Regions from separate parts of the Mus musculus genome. Here region 1 is linked to region 2. A link is a contact called in public promoter capture Hi-C data. All regions are on one chromosome and are shown on one strand. The core of a region is the stretch at or near the end of the contact, and the rest is flanking DNA. Distances in the headings are between cores, read along the strand shown. Region 1 holds the start of Kdm4b (lysine (K)-specific demethylase 4B). Region 2 holds the start of Lrg1 (leucine-rich alpha-2-glycoprotein 1).

Region 1 (6,514 bases), core at 3,689-6,188, 200 kb before region 2:
AGCATTTACTTTACAAGTGTGTAGAGCTGAGCTCAAATCCCCAGAACCCAAAAAGTCCAGTGCAGGAGCATGTGACCTGGGAGGCAGATGCAAGAGCTGGAGGGCCGGCTGCCCTGGTGTGTGCACTCAAGATGACAGCTCCACCCTTAGCCATAGAAGCAAGGGCTCACACGGAAAGTTGGCCTCTCGTCTCCAAAAAAGACAAAAGACCACAGGGCCCCTCACAAGGCACAGATGGCTTGACAGGAACTTATTCCCAAAGGTGAGTGGGTGGGGAGGGGAAGGAAGGAGAGAAAGAAAAGGGGCAGACAGACCCAGCAAAGGAGAGGTGAGCACTGAACACCTGGTAAGTCTGGGGAAATGAACGAGACAGGATGTGGTAGACATGAGCCCCTGCTCCCGGTGGCTGCCTACCTATGACCAGGTCTTCACTAGGGCCTGTGGGGGAAGCCACCTCTCTTGCTAGGTTAGGTGCAGCAAAAGCAGCCTCTAGGGGTGCCGATGTTCTTCCCAGTTACTGGATCTAGCTCAGAAAAGAGGCTGGGTGCTTATGATGTGTCACCCAAGGCAGAGGGGAACCCATAAGGCTGGAAGCTAGGTATGTACAGGGCTCCTGAGAGGCTCACAACTCTTCAGGAATTGCTACCCATTGTGAGGAGGGACAGCCCACCCCTAGCTAGGAAGCTCTGTCCTTGCAGGCATCCATCTGGTGCTGGGATGCAAATCTCCACCCAGGCTGGTTGTATTTCTTTATGGCTGCATTTCTAGTATGTGTTGGAGGGTAGGTCAACACAGGTGTCCTCCATCACCTTTATCTTATTTATCTGGTCTCTAATGACAGGAGCTCTCCATACTTGGACTGACAGCCCCGAGATCCTCCTGTCTTCACGTCCCTGTGCTGGGGCTGCAAGCACACCTGACTAGGACCAGCTCTTATGTCAGTGAAGACATCTGCACTTGAGTCTGTGCTTGCGCAGCAGCAGCTCCTATCTACTGAGTCCTTTTCCCAGCCATGGTTCTGTTGCAGATTCAAGACAAAGTCTATGTATCCCTGGATACACAGACACTAGCCTAGAACTTGTCATCCTCCACCTCCTGACACAGTGCTGGGATCCACACAGTTTACACAGGAGAAGAAACCCAGGGCTGAGACATACACTCTATCCACTCAGCCCCAGCCCTGAGCTTCGTTTTCTAGTAGACTTTACTTTTCTGGAATGGTTTTGGGTAGAGATGTCTCATGCTTTCTTATCCCCACTGTAAAGGGAATAGCAGACAGGAAAATGACAGAGCCCCAAACACCTTATCCAGCCAACAGGAGGGTCCTAGAACAGACCACACCCAGTGGGACTGAGCAGAAACTCAACCCTCTGAGACTTCTTTTTTAAAAATCAATTCATGGGGGAAGGGGAGGAGAAAAGGGAAAAAGATCAATTCATATGTTTGAAACTGTTTTTGCAGTGTTGGGATAGAGCCAAGGCCTCTTGCCTCACTATCATGACCTGCCTGACTGGATACTAATGTAAGGCTTAGCTAGTCACTGAGTCCTTGTCACTCTCTCTGAACCTGCCAGCACAAGAACACCCCATGACTTTTGGGACATTATTGTGGAGGAGAAAGCCAAGATTAAAGAAATGAGTCAACTGAAGTAGATAAGAGGCAAGTTCATCAAACTAACAGGATGGGATACAGCAATGGGGAGGGGTGTCAGTGCTGCCTCCACAGAGCCAAGACAGCCATGGTAGGACCTTCACAGGGTGGGTGTGGGGTGCCAAGGATGGTCGTAGGCAGATCCTGTCTGTACAAGCACAGGCCTAGACTAGAAATAGGGGGAAAGGGCTGGTGAGATGGCTCAGTGGGTAAGAGCACCCGACTGTTCTTCCGAAGGTCCAGAGTTCAAATCCCAGCAACCACATGGTGGCTCACAACCATCTGTAACACGATCTGACGCCCTCTTCTGGAGTGTCTGAAGACAGCTACAGTGTACTTATATATAATAAATGAATCTTAAAAAAAAAAAAATTAAAAAAAAAAAAAAAGAAATAGGGGGAAATAGTGGGGTGCAAGAGCAAACAGAACCACTGGTCACTGAAGGCAGAGTGAAGGGAGCAGTGAGAAGCGGTAGCTGGGACATAGGCAGATGGAGCTACAGGGCTGAAAGTGAGGTACCAGCAAGGTGTGGGTAAGGGCCAGCTGCACATCTAGTACAACGAACGCCCACCCCAGGGGTGACCAAGTCACAGTGAACTGAGCCAGTGGGAACACTAGTGCAGAGCAGAAAGCATCCAAACTCCTGGCCCCTAGCTCTTGATCCTCAAGGCCACCTGAGGCCAACGCTATAGATAAAGAGGGAGTCAGGATGCTGCACAGAGCAGGAAAGGCACCTGCTGAGGGAGGGATGTCAATCCAGACCTCTGGGATTCCACCATAGCCTGAACTCCAAGTATGGTGAGCAGAGCCCAGTCCCTGCCCCCCATGGGCCCTGCAGTGACAGGTCTCTCCAGAGGCAGGCCATCTGCTATAGTCTACTCCCTGTCCCCTGTTCCCAGGAGGCTTTGGCAGACTGGTGGCTCTAAATCTTGCTTCTGGAGCAAGTGACAAGCCCAAGGCCACCAGGCCCTGAACCCTCCACCCCACCTCCAGTTCCAGAGACAACCATCAGGAAGTACATCACAGCCCACACCTCTACACCACAAGCGTGAGCACACACGCATGCACTCGAATACCCAAGCACCTCACTGTCTTATGGATACTGGGCTAGCCAGATCAGCCTCTTCCCAGCACTCCCAAGGAGCCCCAGGCCCCTGAGTGATCTGACAGCTTGTTGACTCCCCACAGGTGTCAGGTAGCACAGGGACAGATGGCTACCTAGTGCTGGGGCTCCCAGGACAATGTGAGAAGGGGCCCAGCAGAGGTGGGAAGCAAGAACAGAAAGTCTAAGTAAGGGCTGGGCAGGCAGGGAAAACAGAGGGGCCCCTGGGGCAGGGAAGGAGACAGGCTACAGGCTACAGACAAATATCTACAAGACTGTAACTGAGTCTCCAGATACAAAGTGTACTATGATATCTCCTCAGCAGCCCTCTCCCCGGGAGGAAAGGATTAGAAAATCATTTGTCAATCAGACCTATACAATCCCAGCTTAGAACACACACATTCACAGGTGCGCCTGGATATGCACAGGTACATGGAGCACCTGGCACAAGGACATTTCCACCCCAAACATCAAAACACCCCATGACAGTCAGGCTTCCTGCCCTCCTAGGGAGAGGATGAAAAGTTTGACTGGAGTCTTGCATAGGGACCCTACAAGTTTAGATACAGAACACCCACAAGGCTTGGGGAAAAAAGGAAGGGAAGAAGAAAGCTGACTACAGCTAGAGCAGGGTGGGAAGAAAAGGTTGGCCCAGTCTGGAGACACGCCCTTTTGGTGACTCTGAAGGCAGCAATTACTGGAGAATTAAAGAGAGTGATTAGCCCTTTCCTGGTAGTGGTAGGAGCCCCTGAAGACCCACGTAATGAACCCATTTTGAGGCAGGAGCTGTTTGGGGAACAGTGCAGTCTCCAGCCTGGGGACTGTCAGATACACAACTAATGGGACACAGAGACATCCCGGACCCCCCAACCTTCTGCAACCAAGATCCTCAGCGCCTATGAAGGTGCTGGCACCAGGCTGCAGGCTGAGCAAATCCCACTTGGTTACAGGGAAAGATACACTCTTTCTTTTTGCTTTTTGAAACATACCGGATCCATCCTCTCCATAGTTGAAAAAAACTAGCAACTACTCCGGCAAGACACTTCCCCAGGTGTTAATTATTAAAGCGATGCCATCCTCCGCCCCGCCCCCCCCCCTTTCAGACAGATGGGACAAGGAACCGCGATGCCCGAACCGTAATGGCCAAACCGCACCAGTTACAGCATCAAATCTGCAAACCTGGAATCCCTTATACTCTCAGCTGGCTGACCGAAACCCCTAACAGAACCCCCAAAACCCCCCAGGATATGGCAGTAGGAAAGCCACCCCCAGCTGTCCCCAGCTTTGCCAAGCTTCCCTGTCTGCCGGGATGCCCTGGACTAGTGTGCACGCGGAAAACTGCACATTTCATGGCTTACAGAAAGAAGGGAGCTGGAAAGCAAAGAGACCAGGGTACAGAAGCGAGGTGGAAAGGCTGCCATTGCAATAGCAGATACGTGTACTATTTATTTTCATTTTTAAAATGCAGATTATATGGTGATTTACAGATTCTGGACATGCGGGGGTCAAGTTTGCAAGGCCATGATGGGTGAGTGTTTGGAGGGGACAGCTCCAAACCAAAGGGAACCAAAATGCAAGCGGCGGGGAGCAGGGACTTGGAGTGGGTTTTTTATTTTTAAGGATTTGGGGTTGTTGAAGGGATGGCTGGACCGGGCCACCCACGCTGTCATCTTTTGTGCCCTGGAAAGGGGACGCGGCGCCCCGCCCCCGCCCCGCCTTTGTCCGGCCCCATCGTCAACCCCCCCCACCCACCCCCAAAAAAACACACCCTCCTTTCCCAGGCACACAATCGTTTTGTCGATCAACAAACAGCAGCTTCGCCCGAACGGACAAAAGCGCGGCGTACTCCGCCGCCCTGAGGAGCCGAGTAGGCCGCAGCCAAAGCCTCGGCCTGGAGTGCGCGCGGCGGCCCAAGGTGCGGCGTGGGGGCAGGCATGGCGGCCGCGCGGCCCCCCAAAGGGGCCTGGAAGCTGCTGAGCGCCGCCACGGATCGCACACTCACTCACCTGGCGCAACGCGCGGCCCGGGCCGCAGACAGCAGGCTGAGCGGCGCGTGCCCGGCCGTCTCGCGTCGCCCCCGCCGGCCCTCACTCGCTCGCCCCGGCCACTGGGCTCCGAGCTTCGCCCGGTCTCTTTGCTCCTTCGATGGTTCGCTCGCTCGCGGCCGAGCCCTCAGCAAGAGCCCGGGGCGGGGAGGCGAAGCTTCAGAGGGGCGGGGCGACGGCTCCTACTCGGCCGCCATTGGGCATTCAGCCCACGCCCGCACGCTGATTGGTGGCGGCTGACAGCTCCACCCCTCCCCTCATCAACACCGAGCGGCCCCGCCCTCCGCGACCTGGGGCGGGAGCAGGCACTCGATTTCTTCCCTTCATTGGTCCAACCCCGAGGACGTGCCGGCACCCACTCACGTGCCTAGTGACCGGCTCAGCTTTCAGTGGGTACGAAGCATGCCCGTCAAGATGCACACAGCCAATCCGGCTGCGGTCGGGTGTAGGATAGCCCCGAGCTCACGCAGATTGACAAGCGCGTTCTCAGACTTTACTGAGACAAACGCGGATTGGTGTTTGGTACCGGTCTCTGGGTGCCGAATGGTTGCGACTGAATGTCAATCGCTGTCTTGCTGCTCCAGACTCCACCCTGTGATCGGGCGGCTGCTGAGTACGTGATTTCCTGCACAACATCAGCTCTGGGTCCGGAGACAGTGGTTCGAAACCCAGTAGTTCTAGATCTAGAGTCAGAATTTGAGCCCAGCTTTGCAAAAGGCCGAACTAGGGTAAGAGGATCTCAAAAGCGTTCCATATTGCCCTCCCCAAACGTTCATGAGTTCCCTAAAACGTGCGCGACTTGGTCCACCCCACCCCCCACCTTGAACTGATAGCTGTACCCATGGAAAGCGTTGCAATAACTCAGTGGAAGAGGATTCAATTATCTACTTCTCAAAATGTCCTAGGTCCTACTCTCTAGCTCAGCGTATTGCAAATTGGAGGCCTGGGCACCCAAATTCCAGCTACAGGTGTCCAAGCCCCTGCTCCACACAATTGTTTCCATCTCTTCATTGTGCGATGTGAAGGGAACAGCATCACCACACCAGTCACCCTGCACTCAAGAGCATTTAGTTAAGGTCTGATATCATCCCCATCAATATGCATTTATAATTTTAAATTTTTATTATTTTGTATATATGTGTGGTATATACCTCTACAGGTCAGAGGGCAACTCTGGAGTTTGTCATCTGGGTTGTTAGGCTTCACTGCAAGCTCTTTTATCCAGAGCCTGCTTTGCAAACTACCATTACGGCTTCTATACTTGAGCAAGCAGAGGTGACAACATTCCTGTTTTATGGGGTAGACTAGAAATCCTTCTACTTTAATATCTAACATCTGGAAAGTACCCTCCTTAGAGCAGGTTCTTTGTGCACCCAAGATATTTGTTCTACCCCCCTAGTCTGTTGCTAATTCACTAACTCTCAAGGTTACACATAAATTATTCCAAGCTAGACGAGTCTTGAATTGTTTCCATTGCTCTTCATTGTGCAATGTAAAGAGAACAGCCATCACCCACGCCAGTCACCATGTACTCAGAATTTGGACTACACCATCATCTTTAGTTACATTGAGCTGGAGGCCAGCCAGGGCAACTACATAAGACCCTGTCTCAGGTGAAACAGCTCAGTAAACTTGCCTTCTAGCCAGATGACTTGTGTGACCCACAGGGTGGAGGAAGAGTCCTTTGTCCTTCGGACCTCCACAGGTGGCACATGTC
Region 2 (5,996 bases), core at 1,508-4,007:
AGCCGACTAGGCGAGCGCAGGGGGACCGGGCCCGGGGGTCGTGGAGGAGCCGGCGGCGGTCCCGGAGGTCCCCCGGAGGCCCTGCTGGCCCCGCTTATGCAGAATGGCTGGACAAAGGCAGCGCTGCTGCATGGTGGCCCTCACGACCTGGACACGGGGCTGCTGCCCACCCCAGAGCAGACGCCTCTACCCCAGAAACGCCTGCCCACGCCACACCCACACGCCCACGCCCTGGGGTCTCGAGCCTGGGACCACAGCCACGCGCTGCTGTCGGCCTCAGCCTCCACCTCCTTGCTCCTACTGGCGCCCGCCCGCGCCTCTGAGCAGCCCCAGGTGCCAGCCGAGCCGGGCCCGGAATCTCGCCTCTGCGCCCCCAGATCCTGCCGGGCCTCTCACCCAGGCGACTTCCCGCTCACGCCCCACGCCAGCCCGGACCGCCGGCGGGTGGTGTCCGCACCCACGGGCCCCTTGGACCCTTCGGTGGGCGACGGCCTGCCCGGGCCATGGAGCCCACCTGCAACCAGCAGCCTGCGGAGGCCGGGTCCCCACGGGCCCCCCACAGCCGCCCTACGGCGCACACACACATTCAACAGCGGCGAGGCTCGGCCCGGGGGTCATCGTCCTCGCCGCCACCCACCCGCGGACTCTACACACTTGCTGCCCTGCGGGACGGGCGAGCGGACTGCACCCCCGGTACCCTAGGCCAGGCGGATGCCTCGACGGTGCCAACCACAGCGACCCGGGCGCCAGCCCAGGTCACCGAGCCCTACTGGCGCCGAGTGGGGCGCGTTTGTTCCTCACCCACGCGCGTGGGGATCCCCTCGCCACAGGGAAGCACAAGAACCCCCTCCATCCCGGAGGATGCAGGACACGAAGCCCCGGGGTGGGCGGGAGGAGGCTGACCTTTTACCTGCGCATAGACTTTGATTTTTGTTTATTTTGAGTTTTTTTTTTTTTCTAAGAAATTGCACAGCCCCATTCTTACTTGGGGTGGCGGCCGGGGTGGGGGTTGAGGACGTGGGGTGAGGGGAGGCAGCTGCAGACATGAGCCTTCCCGCCTCAACACATCCTCCGTAGAAGGGACCCCCTCCCTGCTCCTGGGTCCCTGCGTGTGTGGGTGTGTGTCCGTGTGCATGGCCTGTTTGTGTGCAAGGGCCCAGGACAGAAGTATGTGTGCGTGTGTGTGTGCGTATGCGTGTGAGACAGGGCCGCCGTGGGTGTGCGTGTGTGCGACTCAGAATGTGGGTGGTGGCGCCCTCAGAGACCCTGGCATTGGCTGAGCCAATGTTGGGCCTTCTGAAAAGAAGCCCAGGGGATGGGGCCTTCAAGGTGCCGGTTTGGAGTTCAAATCCTGCTCCTGCAGAGGGGACCTGGGGGTCCAGGCTGGGAGATGGGGGAACCTGCTTCTAAAGGGCTTGTGGGGGTTTTGGGAGGGTGGAGGTGGGCAGACGCCCCTGTAAATACAGCCCTGGGGTGGTCAGAGAGGCCCATGCCACCCGTCCCCACTTGTGACATCCCCTTCGACCACCAGCTGACCATGCATGCCACGTGGCCAGCTGAGTCCAGGACCCTCTCCAGCCCTATCCCCATCAATAAAACTCTGTTTACATCCACCGGCCCCCTTGACTCTGGGTCAGCTGTTTGTTGGGGGTGATTGGAAATACTTGGGAAGGAAATCCTGCTCTTAGTCACTCACAGGCAAATGGGGGATTGGCCTCTTAGAATCCCAGACTGAGAGGAGAGGTCATGTCAAGGGGTGACAACCTGGAAAACTTTAAGATGAGATGACAACAAGGAGGAACTAGCTGATTGCAGGGGAAACACTTCCTGTGCAAGCAAGAAGACCTGAGTTTGAATCCCTTAGTACTCACAGAAAAGGCCAGGTGTAATGGTACATGCCTGTAATTTTAGCACTTGGGAAGCAGACACAGGAAGGTCCCTGACCTCTTGCAAGTCAGCCTAGCCCAGTTAATGAGAGGTCCTGCCTCAGTAGACAATGTGGAGAACCATTGAGGAAGACACCCAGAATCAACCTGTAGCCTGTGCAAGTGTGTGTGCACATCACACATAGATACAGCCAAAGGTGTCCTCAAAGGCAAATTCATAGCCTTGAAATGCATTTTGCTGTTGTGGGTTTTGTTGTTGGACAGTCTCAGTATGTAGCCCAGTCTGATGTCAAAGTCGAAGTGATTCTCCAGCCTCCATACTCCAACCCTGTGCTATAATGAGATGACATGTGAGGTGTGTCTTCACAACAGACATATGCACCTACTGCACTTCAGGTAGATGGAATCACCAAAGAATCTCTTGACAATCAAGTTCAGCTGTGCAGGCAGGGAAACTGAGTCCCAGAGAACCTAAGCCAGACCTGCTTGGTTCCTTGTGGAAGACTTTACAATCAGAGCCAGGCATTGCTCCTTGTTCAGTAGGAAAGCTACTTGAGCATAAAAAGCAAACAACACATCAGGTGTTCAAGACCAGAGATTTTTTTTTTTCCAACACATTTCCTGTCACCTGCTCAAAGAGCAGCCACGTTCCTGCTCTTATTGCAAACTCAGTCCCTGGATCCTGGTGGGAGAGGACTCAGCCTAGGAGACATTGGGTAGAGCAATCCCCACCTCACCCTTAACTAGGAAGTAAAAGCTGCAGAAAGTCTGGGAAAGGGTGGGCAGGATGCCACAGTCACTGCCAGGAAGGGATGTAGCAATGTTGACCCGGCCCTGGGCTCTTCCTGCTTTGCCTCAGAGCAGAGTTGGGGTGGGGACTATATAAAGCCACCTTCCTGGGGTCTTGAGGACAGACATAGAGGAGCAGCTATGGTCTCTTGGCAGCATCAAGGAAGGTAGGTCTCTACCTGACCAGTTCTGGGCAGACCTGGCACCAAGCTAAGCACAATCATGGGGACATTAGTCTGATCCACTGAGGTGGCCAGGAACAGATTCAGGCCTGCAGGCTGTACAAACAGGCTTACTTCCAGACAGACTGCCAGAGGCCCCCTGAGCAGGAATGGGAGAGGGTCCCTGTCCCAGGTCCCAGGCTTGAGGCTTTGGTCATACCCACTGCAAATCAGGAAGCCCCCGACAGGCCTCTGAGGGCTGTTGTGGAGACCAGATATGCGTACAGAAGAATTCCTGTTCACCTGGACCCTGAGTTCTCCCTGAACACCCAGTGCTGACCACACAAGCCATATGAGAGCTGGACGAAGAAAGGATAAGGCCAATCTGGAAGCTTCTGCCTTCCTGAGAATGGCAGAAAAGGGCTGGTGAAAAGCCAAGCATTGTGGCTGGGGCTTTGCAGAGTGAACACGAGTCCACTGACTCTCCCTCTGAACAGACAACTAGGGAGATAGGGGTAGACCCAGGATACAAACCAGGTTAGAAGTAACTAGGTACTTGGACTGGGAATACTTAATAACTGGTAACCTGTTAGAGGTGGTAGCAGGGGAGGAAGTGTGTAGGGGGTCAGACCCAGGAAGTTTAAGAGTCATAGAGGTAAGTTTTGCTGTGGATCAGGGGCTGCTTTGTGAGAATGAAACCCAGGGTATAGTGTTCCTGGGGCTTTGCAGAATAAATAGGAGCTCACTGGCTCTGCCACCCACCCACCCTGCTAAGGAGACAAAAATAGACTCAGGAAACAAACCATGAGGATCGTCTTGTTCCAGTCCTGGTGAGGAAGGACTCAGTGGGTACAGTTTAGGGTGGTGGCCACGGGGACGGGAAGAAGGGGAGATATTTTTCACCATGGTTCACTAACCTCAGCCTCCAGGATCTCAAGACCTGCCTTGCCAGAACCCTGTTTCTCCTGGCCCTCTTGGGCAGGGTGTCCAGCCTCAAGGAATGCCTGATACTGCAGTCGGCTGAGGGTAGCACCGTCTCCTGCCATGGTCCCACCGAGTTTCCGAGCTCCCTCCCTGCCGACACTGTCCATCTGTCGGTGGAATTCTCCAACCTGACGCAGCTGCCCGCCGCCGCCCTGCAAGGGTGTCCGGGTCTGCGGGAGCTGCACCTCTCGAGCAATCGCCTGCAGGCGCTGTCTCCCGAGTTGCTGGCGCCCGTGCCCCGGCTGCGCGCCCTGGATCTGACCCGCAATGCTCTCCGCAGCCTGCCCCCCGGGTTGTTCAGCACCTCGGCCAACCTGAGCACCCTGGTCCTGAGGGAGAACCAGCTGCGGGAGGTGAGCGCGCAATGGCTTCAGGGCCTGGACGCCCTGGGCCACTTGGACCTGGCGGAGAACCAGCTGAGTTCGCTGCCCTCCGGGCTCCTCGCCAGCCTCGGCGCCCTGCACACCCTCGACCTTGGGTACAACCTGCTGGAGTCGCTGCCCGAGGGACTCCTGCGGGGCCCAAGGCGGCTGCAGCGCCTGCACCTGGAAGGGAACCGACTGCAGAGGCTGGAGGATAGCCTGCTTGCGCCCCAACCGTTCCTGCGCGTCCTGTTCCTGAATGACAACCAGTTGGTCGGGGTGGCGACCGGCTCCTTCCAGGGCCTACAGCACCTGGATATGTTGGATCTGTCCAATAACTCTCTGTCCAGCACGCCCCCGGGCCTGTGGGCGTTCCTGGGGAGGCCGACCCGCGACATGCAGGACGGCTTCGACATCTCCCACAACCCCTGGATCTGTGACAAGAACCTGGCGGACCTTTGCCGCTGGCTGGTCGCCAACCGAAACAAGATGTTCTCACAGAACGACACGCGCTGTGCGGGGCCCGAGGCCATGAAGGGTCAGCGGCTGCTGGACGTGGCAGAGCTGGGGTCCCTGTGAGGATGATGGCTGGGGTGCTGGCCAAGGGCACCCCGCTCGCCACTGAGCCAATGTGGTCCCATGTCAGTGTGCAGATTCCTCATTCCCTCAGCCAGGAATGCTATTCTCGGACTCCCTCTCTGGGTCCTCTCCACTCGCCACAACTCTTCCACCTCTCACTCTTCCTGTGCCGGCCCCCAGGCCACCTTGTGTTTATCTGGCTTTGACACGTCTGTTTCAGGGGTCACCAAAGCAGTTAATAAAACGGCTCCTAGGCTGACTGAACAGCTCGGTGTTTGTGCAGTTCCCTTTTGTTGTACATTTGTTTTGTGCGCATGCACCACAGTGAGCCTGTGGAGGTCAGAGGGCTCCTTGCAGGAGTGTGTTCCAGCTGTTCACCGTGTGGCAGCTAGGGATTCAAACTCGGGTTCTTGGGCTTGGCAGCAAACTCCTTCACCCGCAGAGCCATCTGGCCCACCCTCTGCCTTATGTTTTAAGACAGGATCTCTGGCCGGGCGGTGGTGGCGCATGCCTTTGATCCCAGCACTTGGGAGGCAGAGGCAGGTGGATTTCTGAGTTCGAGGCCAGCCTGGTCTACAGAGTGAGTTGCAGGACAGCCAGGGCTACACAGAGAAACCCTGTCTCGGGAAAATAAATAAATAAAAAATCTCTGACTGGCCAGCTGAGAGCCTCGGGATCTTTCTGCCTCTTTCTCTGCCTCTGCCTCCCAGAGCTGAGGTCACACACATGAGCCAGTGTCACACATGACAAATGTGTCAAATTGAGGTCTTCCGGCTTACATGATAAGTGATAAGCACTTTACTGACAGTGACTGCTCTCCAGATCCTTCCCACTGTATAGCCCTGACTCTCCTGGAACTTGCTCTGTAAGCTGGCTGGTCTCAAAGTCAGAGGTCCTCCTGCCTCTACCTCCTGAGTGCTGGGATTAAAGTCCTGCATCACAACCCAGCTTTAGTTTTTTTCACCCCCTAGACAGAGGGACTCTGCCCATTGAGAGGCAGGGGTGTGGATTTTTTTTTTAAAGGCCCGGTTTCATATTGCCCAGGCTGGCCTCAAATTTGCTATAAGCCTAGGGTGATTTGAGCTCATGATTCTCCTGTCTCCACCTTGTGGCTCTGGGTGACAAGCATATGACTGGGCAAAACTAGGCTTCTCACCCCAGTCCTGCAGAGGGAGCTGGGGAGAGTGGGTTAAAACTTGGGTCTCAGTTTGCTGATCTGTAAAATGGGGTCAGAA

What was found. Promoter capture Hi-C pulls out the DNA fragments that hold promoters and counts their contacts.
Region 1: a promoter capture Hi-C map of embryonic stem cells shows a contact between it and region 2, with 3 times the contacts expected there. The contact joins the promoter of Kdm4b here to the promoter of Lrg1 in region 2. A contact is called at or near these places in 14 of 39 promoter capture datasets (the 3T3-L1 cell line, the C10 cell line, the HPC-7 cell line and 9 more), 2 of 15 datasets of contacts at CTCF or cohesin (large pre-B cells and pro-B cells), 7 of 484 Hi-C or Micro-C datasets (the CH12 cell line, the G1E-ER4 cell line, embryonic stem cells and 4 more), 9 of 115 datasets of contacts at active chromatin or transcription factors (the HPC-7 cell line, embryonic stem cells, kidney and 4 more) and 4 of 9 other capture datasets (adipose tissue, liver, macrophages and 1 more).

The regions. Positions count from the first base shown.
Region 1 is chr17:56,324,474-56,330,987 of GRCm38.p6, reverse strand. Kdm4b (lysine (K)-specific demethylase 4B) reads right to left here and starts at 4,938. Exons shown (of 23, transcript NM_172132.3): 1 at 4,759-4,938.
Region 2 is chr17:56,118,707-56,124,702 of GRCm38.p6, reverse strand. Lrg1 (leucine-rich alpha-2-glycoprotein 1) reads left to right here and starts at 2,757. Exons shown (of 2, transcript NM_029796.2): 1 at 2,757-2,842; 2 at 3,759-5,025. The coding sequence starts at 2,817. The coding sequence ends at 4,761. It overlaps Sema6b (sema domain, transmembrane domain (TM), and cytoplasmic domain, (semaphorin) 6B), which reads left to right. Exons shown (of 17, transcript NM_001130456.1): 17 at 1-1,618. The coding sequence ends at 702.